2 separate regions of the Dromaius novaehollandiae genome follow, and region 1 is linked to region 2. Evidence: chromatin contacts called from public Hi-C data. All regions are on one chromosome and are shown on one strand. The core of a region is the stretch at or near the end of the contact, and the rest is flanking DNA. Distances in the headings are between cores, read along the strand shown.

Region 1 (4,741 bases), core at 2,141-4,640, 250 kb before region 2:
CGGCCGCCCGCCCGCGGCGCCAGGCCGAGGAGCAGCAGCAGCGGCAGCAGCAGGCGCATGGCGGCTCCCCGCGGGCTCCCCTCAGGCCGCCGCACTTCCGCGTCCCGCCGCCCAGGCCGCGCCGCGCCCGGCCTCCCCCCGCCGCCGGCCCCGCCTCCCCCGCGGCCCGGCAGGGGCGGAGAAAGCGCGGGGGAAGCGCGCCGGGGCGCCGGGCTTTCCTGGAAAAAGGAGCTGTTTCACACGCACCTAAAACTAATCTAAGGCAAAGCAGCTTTCCCTGGGCTGAGAGGATTCGGGCGAGGGCGAAGCTCGGGAAGTGGCCCGGGGGGCGGGGGGGGGCACGGCCCGGTTGTGCCTCTTCTGTGCCCGCCGCAGCGGGGGCGGCCCCGGCGGCGCTGCAGCCCCCGGGGACTCCCGCAGCCCTCGCTGGGCGCCCCGGAGCCGCTTGTCTTGTAAAACCCGGTTGCTCGGAGGGATGCTGAGGTCTGCGGCCTTGGATGGCTGTAAATCCTCACGATTCCTTTTTTTTTTTTTTTTTTTAATTTCTGGAAATTTGTGTGTGTGGAAATTCGTCTTAATGGAACACGAGCTTTTTATTTTGGGGGGTAATTGTTTGATGCAGATTGTTGTCTCTGACTTTTGAGTTTTAAAGTTGTAGCAAGATTAAATTTTATTCTGCGTTGTTGACCTTCTCCTGATCCCATTTGAATTGATTTTATCGCTGGTTTTATCGCTGTTAGCAAGGGCTGGCCCTGAACAGAGAGTCAAAAAGTGTCTGCAGAAAGCCCTCGCGTAAAGGAAAAAAACCTCGTAATTGAGAAATGTTATATGGATAGTTTAGCCCAAACAATCTCCCCGGGAGCTGTGGCTGTGGCTCTACCACCTGTTTGTCCAATATTGTCATATTAAAGACCAATAATTCTCTGATTAAACTTAAGTTCTTCAAAGTACACAGCAGTGTAAACTGACTATCTTGCTTAAATTCTAGTTTGAGTAAATTATATGCTTCTAACAAACAATAGTATTACAGAAATGATAAATAATATCAGACCGAACTCTTAGCCTATTCCCAATAGCACAAAAGGTGAAGAGCTGAGAGTGATACCTGCTTCTGTCTTCAAGTTTGTCTATTGCGTTAGCATTGCTAGTTTCTAAACTGATTTAGTTAAACTAGTCATCTCTTTGAAGGAAACAACCAAATAGCTTACGTGTCCATCTACAGGCTTGCGCTGGTAAAAGGTGAACCAGCTGTCACTTAGGTACAAACTAACCCATTTCGCTGTTCAAGATATTTGTAAAGCAGATCACACACGGCAAACCTACTTCTATCCCCTCGTTTTAGAACAAGAAAAATTGTGTGCTGTGTTACATGCCAGACAAACTGATTTTTTTTTTATATTGGAAGTTTGTAAATGTCTGAAGTCCAGAATGAAAAATGTTATATAAGCCAGTGTCACTGAGTTGAATGGCACAAAACTGCCTCTTTTCAAAAAAAAAAAAAAAAATCTAATTTGAATGGATTCTCCTGGAGTAAGATGGTTGTTTGCTAATTAATATGGTGGACTGTAGAAAGATCTCCTTCAAAAAGAGGAGACTAAAACTGGAACACTAAGGTTAATTTTATTTATGATAATGCTTTGTCACAAAGAGCAATCCAGGTCTGTAGGTATTTTTTAGAGGGAGTTAGCATCTCCGTAAGCAGCTGGATGGAGCTTTACTTGTAATACACCTTCATGGAACGCCTTTTTTACCCCAAATCATGAGCTTGAACCTTTTCAGTTCAAAGAAAGCCAGTGCACATCCTGCAAGCATATGACTTAGGGAAATATACATACACATATATATTTCATACATATATACGTGTGTGTGTATATATATGTACATTGTCTAAATGAATTGATGTTCTTGTACCTCAGAAGGTATTACGGTCTTTGTAATTTAGGTGAAGTTCCCAGGAAAGCCTAAGTGTTGGCATTTTGCTGTGTTCCTAAAAGCAGCTGGCAATGTTTGCAGAATGGTACTTCCATTTTAAACCTACTTCCTTCAGAGCATGTAATTGTCCCCCTTATTCTTTCACAAAGCGTTACCCTGTCTTGGAGTGGAGACGAGCGGAGATATTTGAACAGAATACTTGCATTAGGAAAAAGCGAGTCAAATTGCCCAGTTTATGAACGCATACAAATCTGATGGTATCAGGAGGATCTTTGCTTGCTGCAAAAAGGGATGAATATCAGCATGTCAAGTAGAATTTATGCCTAATGTCACCCCACTACTTACTTACTGTTTCATACACAGCAAAAAGCTATATAAAGGATCCAGAATAACAGTGGTGCCATGACAGGATCCAGAATAACTGGTGCCATGAGAGCTGCCCATGTTGGTATTTTATTCTTGCATTGGCTCTTAATCTTTGATATATGGCTTGATTATAGTTGTTCTGCATTATGTTCTTAAAACTTTCTCATTTGCCCGTACAAAGTCTGTTTGCCTCCTTTGGCCCGAGCTGTGCTCCGTGGAGGCCTCCGGCACAGCCACCCCCAAAAGACAGGAGACGTGGGCAGACGCTTCCAGCTGCACGCCAAGAACTCGCAACCTTTCTGTTGCAGAAGATGCCAAGACGACGCCCTGGTGAGCAGGGTGTACCTGTACGTTTCCCTCCTGTGGTGTTTGCGGGTGGATGTGTGTACGAATAGAGACGTTTATCGAGTAAGTTCACTCTAGCTTACTGTTCTGATGTTTTAAAAATTGCCACTCCTGAAAATTTTCCGTTGGAGGTACAGGTCGCTGTATCGAGTGCTTCGGGTCACTCGAGAGCAGGTTTGCCTTCTCGGTCACTTCTCAAGGAGTGAGACGGTAAGTCTCTCACAAGTAAAGACGGTTTGCGGCTCCACAGGAGGTCGCACACCAGAAGACGCGAACCACTCTTGCGCCTGGCAGTGATCTCAGCGCGTGTAAAACCTGACAGCTCACGCGGTACTTGCAGCCTTTATCCCTAAGACCGGCGCCCTGGCCTAGGAGCGACAGGGGACCGCAGGAAACGCCAGGAGCCAAACGAGCCTGGAGGCTGTAGGCGCCGTCCGGGGCCTGCAGGCGCGGAGCCCGTGCGGTGTGGCGGGGCAGCCGGCACCTGCCCGTGCCCGGGGGGCGATGCGGGGCCCGAAGTCGAAGCCACAGCGAGGAGGAGCCGCCCCAGGCGGTTCTTCGGGGAGGAAGGGAGGGCGGGTGCGGCCTCCCCCCCCGCGCCGCGGCGATGGCGCGCAGCCCCTCCGGGCCGCCCCTGCGGCGGGGCCGCGGCCGCCCCGCGCCCGCTCGCACCTGTTGGGGCCGCGGCGGTGGCGGCGCCGGGCGCGGCGCGTCGTGGCGAGGCGGCGCCGCCTCCGCCGGGAGCTCCGGGCGGAGCCTCCCCTCCTTCCCGTCCTCCCTCCGCCGGCTCCCCCAGCGCCCCGAGGCAGCGCCGGCTGCCTGCGCCGCCCGCTCCGCTGGGAGGAGGAGGAGGAGGCGCCCCGAGCTGCCGGCGCCGGGAGCCGAGCGAATAACAGTTTCGGAGCCCGGGCGCCTTCCGGAGGGCACCGCACATGTCCCACAAGCAGGGTACTCGGCACCGCTCTCCCTCCCCCGGCCTCCCTGCTCCCCGCTCCGCTCCCCTCGGCCCCGGCGTCTCTCCTCCGCGCTCGGTTCTCCGTCCTGCGGCTCTCCCTCCCTGCCCTCGCCCCGCTGCTCCCCCGGCGCCCCGCGGCCTGCCCTCGCTCCCGGGCGGGCGAGCGACGCCGCGGGGTCTGACGGCGGTTTCCCCCTGTGCCTAGCTGGCGGCCCCCCGGGCGAGGGCGCGGTGGACTGGTGCCTCTACCAGCTCAACGGAGCGGCCGAGCTGGAGGTCTCCGAGGGTGAGTGCGGGGCGCCGGGGCGGGGCCGGCGGCACGCGGCGGCACGCGGCTCCGCGGCGCGAGGCTGCCGGCGGGGGGGAGCGGGCCGGGGCGGGGGGGAGCGGGCCGGGGCGGCGGTGGCTCGGGCCCTCTGCCGGGCCTCGCGTGGGCGCCTCGGCTGGCGGCGTCGCCTTGGGGACACGCGGCTTCGCGGCTGGGGCCTAGGCGGCAGCGGGCCTCTCGTCCGGGGCATCGGCGGCCACCGGCGTGAGCGAGGCTGCCCTTGTATCCGCTGCAAAGTTTTCTCGTTTCTTTCTTTTTTTCCTTCGAAGAGAGAGGTAATGTGGAAAGTTTTATTTCTGAATATTCTGCGGTCAGAAAAGGACCAGCCTTCAGCTGCCAGCGCAAGGAAGTTCCCCCTCGCTCTGCAAACCGTGTATAATTTTGCATGTGTTTTTTGAATATACACAGTATTTAAACTTAGAGGTCAACTTATATTTTTCCAGTGTGTCCTATTTCTAGTACGCAGTGAGCGTATTCCAGAGTCCCTGCTGATTTTGTTTTCAGTGGGTTAGGCGGAGTGCACCTCATCCCTGTGCTTTGGTCTGTCGGCGTTACGCGTTCCTGTGGGGACGACGTTTGCTGTTTGTAAGGGCTTAAAATGCGTTACACGTTCAGGCTAGACACTAGGAAAAACTTTCCAAGGGTGAGAGAAGTGAGACACTGAAATAGGTAGGGTTCAGGCTGGACATTAGGGAAAACTTTTCATGGGTGAGGTACTGGGATACATGGGTTAGACAGAAAATCTCCTTCTCTATGGGTTTTTAAGGATGGTTTCACAAACACAGATTGGGAATGATGCAGTTATAGGTCTTGCC
Region 2 (5,290 bases), core at 904-3,403:
AAGATGTGGCTGTGAGTGAGAGGGACTTGTGGGGGGATCAGGATCAGAATTCATTTCAGCTGCAAAGGAAGAAAACAATAAGGATTAATGATTACTTTGTAAAACCAGAGTAAAAATTTAACATCTGAATGTATGTATACAATTAGTTGAACAAAAAGTCTAGAAAAAGGAAAGAATGCTGGCAGCTTCTTCAAGATATATCTATATATTCTTGCATAATTCCAAGCATGAACAGTTATTATGGAATAAGACATCATATATAGAATAATTCAAGAATAGCGACAGTCTTTTCTCACAACTAAGTAAGAATTGGTTTTCAAGTACAGATAAACTCTAAAATTCACAGATCAATCCTGCAAATACTGCATAGCTCCTTTGAATCCAACTTTCTGCTTACCTGCAGGAGCGAGAAAGATAAGCACTTATCTTTTATAGAACAGTGCTGACATGTCCATACTGACAGCAAAACTCACTGAGTATCAAGGGCCTGGTTTACAGCCACAGGGAAAAACAAGAAAGATAAGAAGGCAAAGGAGGAGAAGGTGTGGGACTCATCACTGGAAAGGAGTGAAAGAAAGATGGGGGCGGGGGGCAGACACCACTAGATCTGCTCTTGCGTAGACATTTGCAATAGAAAGAATGAACACACCCAAACTAAGTTCTCTGACTTTATTTCCTATTCAACTACTCTCTGCTTTTATGGAATAAAATTTACACAAAACTCACTAAGGCAAGGAGGGAAAGGTCTTACCAATTCTTCACAAAAGGCCTCATAATTCCCACCGTAAACCTTCTCCTAAAGGATAAGGAAATCTCTGTTCTAGAGGAAAAGTTATAAAAGTTTACTTATTGATTTAAGGAAAAAGTACTGATTGAGAGTTGAGCTTTTACAAGACAGGAAGCTATATACAAGACAGGAAGGTATGCATATAACATCAGAGTATGATGCATAGTAACTCCAGCTGCTCAGAAGCAATTCCCTGGAGTTTACGCAATTCCCACAAACACCATAGAAGGTATCTGCCTACAAACTGTGCTTTTAAATTCCGTATGCTCAGAACGTTGGCCAAGAGATGCTCTCATAAAAATAAAAGTTACATAGCCAAAATCAAAGATCGAATACCTAATTGAGCTGAAACTTGAATTCTGCTTAAAGCAAGGACACTAAAAATGATGACAGGATGCTAAAAGCACCAGCAATACTACCACTGTGATACACAGACTTTGCAATTTGGACATCCCCTTTGCCTAAAAGCGAAGACATTTTGCCGAGAGAAGTAAACGCATTTCTGCATCACCCTTCCATACAGAGTCATAAATAAACCAGCAGAGCTCAATTCAGCCTCCAAGCCGGCATAGGAAAACACAGCGATTAACATACTTTCCCAGTAAACCGGCAAGATTATTTTTAACCATCACACAACCACAAAAGTTACTTTACAGTCGGTTTTAAACTCGACCTTGGTGCTTTAAAGCGGGGAGGAGGGTAAGCCGAGGCACGACGAGGCTCCGGGCTGGTACGGGCGGGAGGCGAGCAGACGCGCTCCGCAGCGGGCCCGGCCCCGGCGCCGGCAGGGCCCCAGGGCCGCGCCCGCCAACGCGAGGGGAGCGGGGACCCACTCACCCCGAGGGGAGCGGGAAAACCCCGCGGCCCCGCCAGGCGCCCCGCACCGCTCCCGTGCGGTGAGGAAGGCCACGGAGTTTTCTCGCTGTAGGAAGAGGAGCCCTCCCCTTTCGGACGGAGCAGGAACTAACTTAAGTTTGATTTTAGGGGTTAGTCCGTGATTTAAAAGGAAAATAAAAAAGGAGGAAAGGGAAATCGGGCTTTCCGGGAGCGCAGGAGCCGCCCGGCCCCGGAGCCCGGGACGCCCGCGGCCCCGACGCGACTCACCGCTGCCGAGCCGCGCTGCCCCGGCGGCGGCGGTGGGACGGCGGAGCCGGCGGCGGGAGAGGGGGCTGCTCCGCCGCGGCGCCGGGCGGCGAGCGGGAAACGCGGCGGCCGCGAGGTGCTGCCTGCGCCCCGCCCCAACGCTCCCGAGCCAGCAGAGCCGAGGCAGCGCCGCAGAGTTTCCCGGTAGCGGCTGGGCGCTGAGTGGAAGCAGCACCGCGCCGCCCGCCGCCTTAGGGGCGGCCCCGGCCGCCGCCCCCCGCCCCGCGGCGCCTGGTGAAGGGGCAGCGCGGCTGCCACTCACCGTCCGCCGCGGCCCGGCGGGGCGGGGCGCCGGGAGGCGGGAGCTGGGCGGGCCGCGGCGGCGCCTGGCGGCGGGGCGAGGGCCGGCAGGGCAGCGCCAAGATGGCAGCGCGGCGCGACGCCGCGGGGAGAGGTGGCGGCGCGGGGCCGGGGCCCGGGAAGGGCCGCTGAGCCGCCCTGAGCGGTGGCGGAGCGGCGAGGGGCCGCGGCCCGCTCTCTCGCTGCCGGAGTTGGGCCCGGAGCGAAGCCGCCTCGTTTGGGCGCGGAAGGGAGGGTTTGGGGCGGCTCCTCCCGAATGGTGGAGAAGGGGGAGCGGCCGGGGGGGGCCAGCCCGCGCCTTCCTGCGGGGAGGCCGTAACCGCACCTGTACAGCGGCCTGAGGGAGGGGCAGCTCCCGCGGCGGAGCTGTAGGGAACAGGGGCAAAGAGAAGGGAAAAAGTGTGGTAACTAAGCAACTAGTCATCACTAAATACTCCTGTAAGAGTGTAGGTTATAACAGACTTCTGTCGCGGGCATAGAGAGTTGGTAGGGCTAGTGTAATGAAAGACATGAATTTATCCCAAAGTGTTGCTGCTGTTCTGGCAGTAAACTCATTTCTCTCTAGAAATAACGGATTATTTCTCATTTTTGAGCCACTTAAACAAACAGTATCTCCGTCTCTATGTGGTGCTGTGAATAGCTCCTAATTAAATAAAACCACAAATGCCGAAGAGGAGATTAAATTTAAACTTGAGAGTCATTTGGATGAGTAATTTAATCGCTTCAGCTGATTTTCAGAAGTTCCAAGTTTGCAGCATATCATGGGGAGCTATAATATGTCTCATTTTTAAAATGTCAGTTGGATCCTACTTACTGACCTCACTGCATGTTTTTTTAATCCCTAAATAAAAATATGGTCCCCAATGTCCAGGCTTGCTTTATTATTTCCCTTCCTTGGAAGTCATAACATAATTCTTCCTTTTACCCAAAGTAAACATAGAATTAAACTTCCAGTTACTTCAAATGAAGATAAAATGTGGAATAAAACAGGGTTGTTTTTAAGAAGAAGCTTTTGTAGTCTGAATCTAACAGTGTTTTACCGGGGCATAAAATGCCTGTCTTGTGTTAACTGCTCAGTTGTTCCTTTAGACTGACAGTATGATTTAACTCGGATATGACAACTTTTACCGCAGCAATCTGCTCCCCCAGTTATTCACATTTGCTGTAAGACGTCGTTCTGTACAATTGATTTGGTATTTAGTGGGTGTGCTTAACGGATGTGACTTGCATAGCGAGCAGGTGGGAATGAGGGTGGGAGCTGGAAAAGCAGCAAACAAGGAAGCGTGAAAGCAAGCCTCCCTCTGCTGCTCGTGCCCCTTCCTCTGCAGCACGAGGCGCAGCCACACGTGGCACAGGCCATTCCAAGGGAGTTAAGTTCAAGGTTAAAACTGCCCCCACTGAATGCTAACCTACTTAACAGTGAAACTCAGTGTGAAATATATTCTGCAGTTGCCTATGAGTAGTCTTACACTGGATTAACGCTTTTGCTGAACTGGATCAGATCCTTACTTTAGAAAATGCCAGCTAAAGCACTGCAGTAAATGAATTGTCACACTTTATAGACACACACCTATTACATATAAATACACATGGTGTTACTGAAAGTGAATCAAACTCAAACATGGTGGCAGCTTCCGTTGTCAACCCCACTGATTCCACTTTGGCTCACCTTTCCCGCAAATGATTAGTTTGCATTTGGCATTATCACAATTGTCAATTGTTACAACTAAAGAGAATAAACATGGAAATACTGTAATAACTCATTGCAACATCTTTTTAATTTCACTTATGTACTGTGATTAAAAAAATCCTATTGCAACAAGAACACAATAAAAAAAAAGCCTGCAGTTCAGCCTGTTTTGTCTTCATTAAATAACCAATAATCCTTTTACAAATGTTTCGTAAGGTTACAGAATGGTGTTAGTTGATTTTAGCCAATTTCGGTAAACCTTGTTTACTCAAGATACGATAAAATGTAGTATGAATGATAGCCTGAACACCTTAAGTGCAGTACTCAGATATAAGCTGAAATTAATTACTCTTTCATATACTCATCAGTGAATTCTAGAAATATAAGTGAACAGGGACATCTAATGATCCAAGTAACTCGCATAAAGCCTCTGTTAAGCTGCAGTGACTCTGGGATGTGCTATGAGCTCTGAAGTTTTCACTGAAGTTCTTTTGTAAAATTTCTGTTGCAGCATTTAGGTATGTGTGTAGTATTGAAATGATTAAAAAGGTCTGTCTCTTAGAAAATTAAATAACAGTATGGCAGGATCATGCTGAGCAACATCTTGTTATTAAATCAATCAATGCAAACTGATTTACCTGTCATACTGCTGAAATGAAATCACACTTGTAGCATTGCTTGCATACCAGCAGCTTCTCACTGGCCCAGAGAAGAAACTATTCAAACACTTCTTAAAAGGAAGAGATAAAGCAGTGATAATCCAAGAGAACAGATCTGCGTGAATCACTCCAGTGATTAGCCTCGAACTCGTATGCTTGTCACAATACCTTTGAATAGGAGTCCATTTCTTTAGTCTATTTTACAATCAGAAACAGATCTGAGGTGATTAGCCTGGATGTTTCTGGAATATGATAATCCTAGCAAAAAATTGCTGGCAGTACTCTCGTTATGAGAGAAGGACTGAAAAATTCATAGAAATGTCATGTACATCTTCAGTAATTACATATTATGAAAGGAAGGCATAATTCCTTGACAAAGGGAAGACAAAGACAAAAAGGAATTAATTCTATATTATGAAAACAGAAATATCTAAGTGATGTTAAATAACCTATAGTGAAAGTTGTCTTAAAATTATCTTTTTTACCCCACCTTTCCAATTAAGAGAACAGCTATTATTTCAAAATAATAGGCTTAGTTGTTTACTCTGTTACACCCATTTTAACAGTATATAATTTAATTGACTGAGGAATTACATCAGCATAAAATTAGTGCAATAAAAGCTCTAGCATGCCTCATGAGTCGCTGGGCACTATATTTTCATTAGACTAAGGACCAACTTAAACCAGACCTTTTTTTTTTCTGGACAGCAT

The links. A called contact is a pair of places that touch in the nucleus more often than the background predicts.
Region 1: a contact with region 2 is called in a Hi-C map of brain, with 4 times the contacts expected there. The contact joins the promoter of PPP2R2C here to the promoter of WFS1 in region 2. A contact is called at or near these places in 2 of 4 Hi-C or Micro-C datasets (brain and liver).

The regions. Positions count from the first base shown.
Region 1 is chr4:75,103,789-75,108,529 of bDroNov1.hap1, reverse strand. It overlaps PPP2R2C (protein phosphatase 2 regulatory subunit Bgamma), which reads left to right and starts at 3,390. Exons shown (of 10, transcript XM_064511456.1): 1 at 3,390-3,591; 2 at 3,804-3,884. The coding sequence starts at 3,576. MAN2B2 (mannosidase alpha class 2B member 2) reads right to left here and starts at 150. Exons shown (of 19, transcript XM_026121973.2): 1 at 1-150. The coding sequence starts at 59.
Region 2 is chr4:74,850,447-74,855,736 of bDroNov1.hap1, reverse strand. WFS1 (wolframin ER transmembrane glycoprotein) reads right to left here and starts at 2,153. Exons shown (of 8, transcript XM_026122007.2): 1 at 1,892-2,153; 2 at 1-59. The coding sequence starts at 54.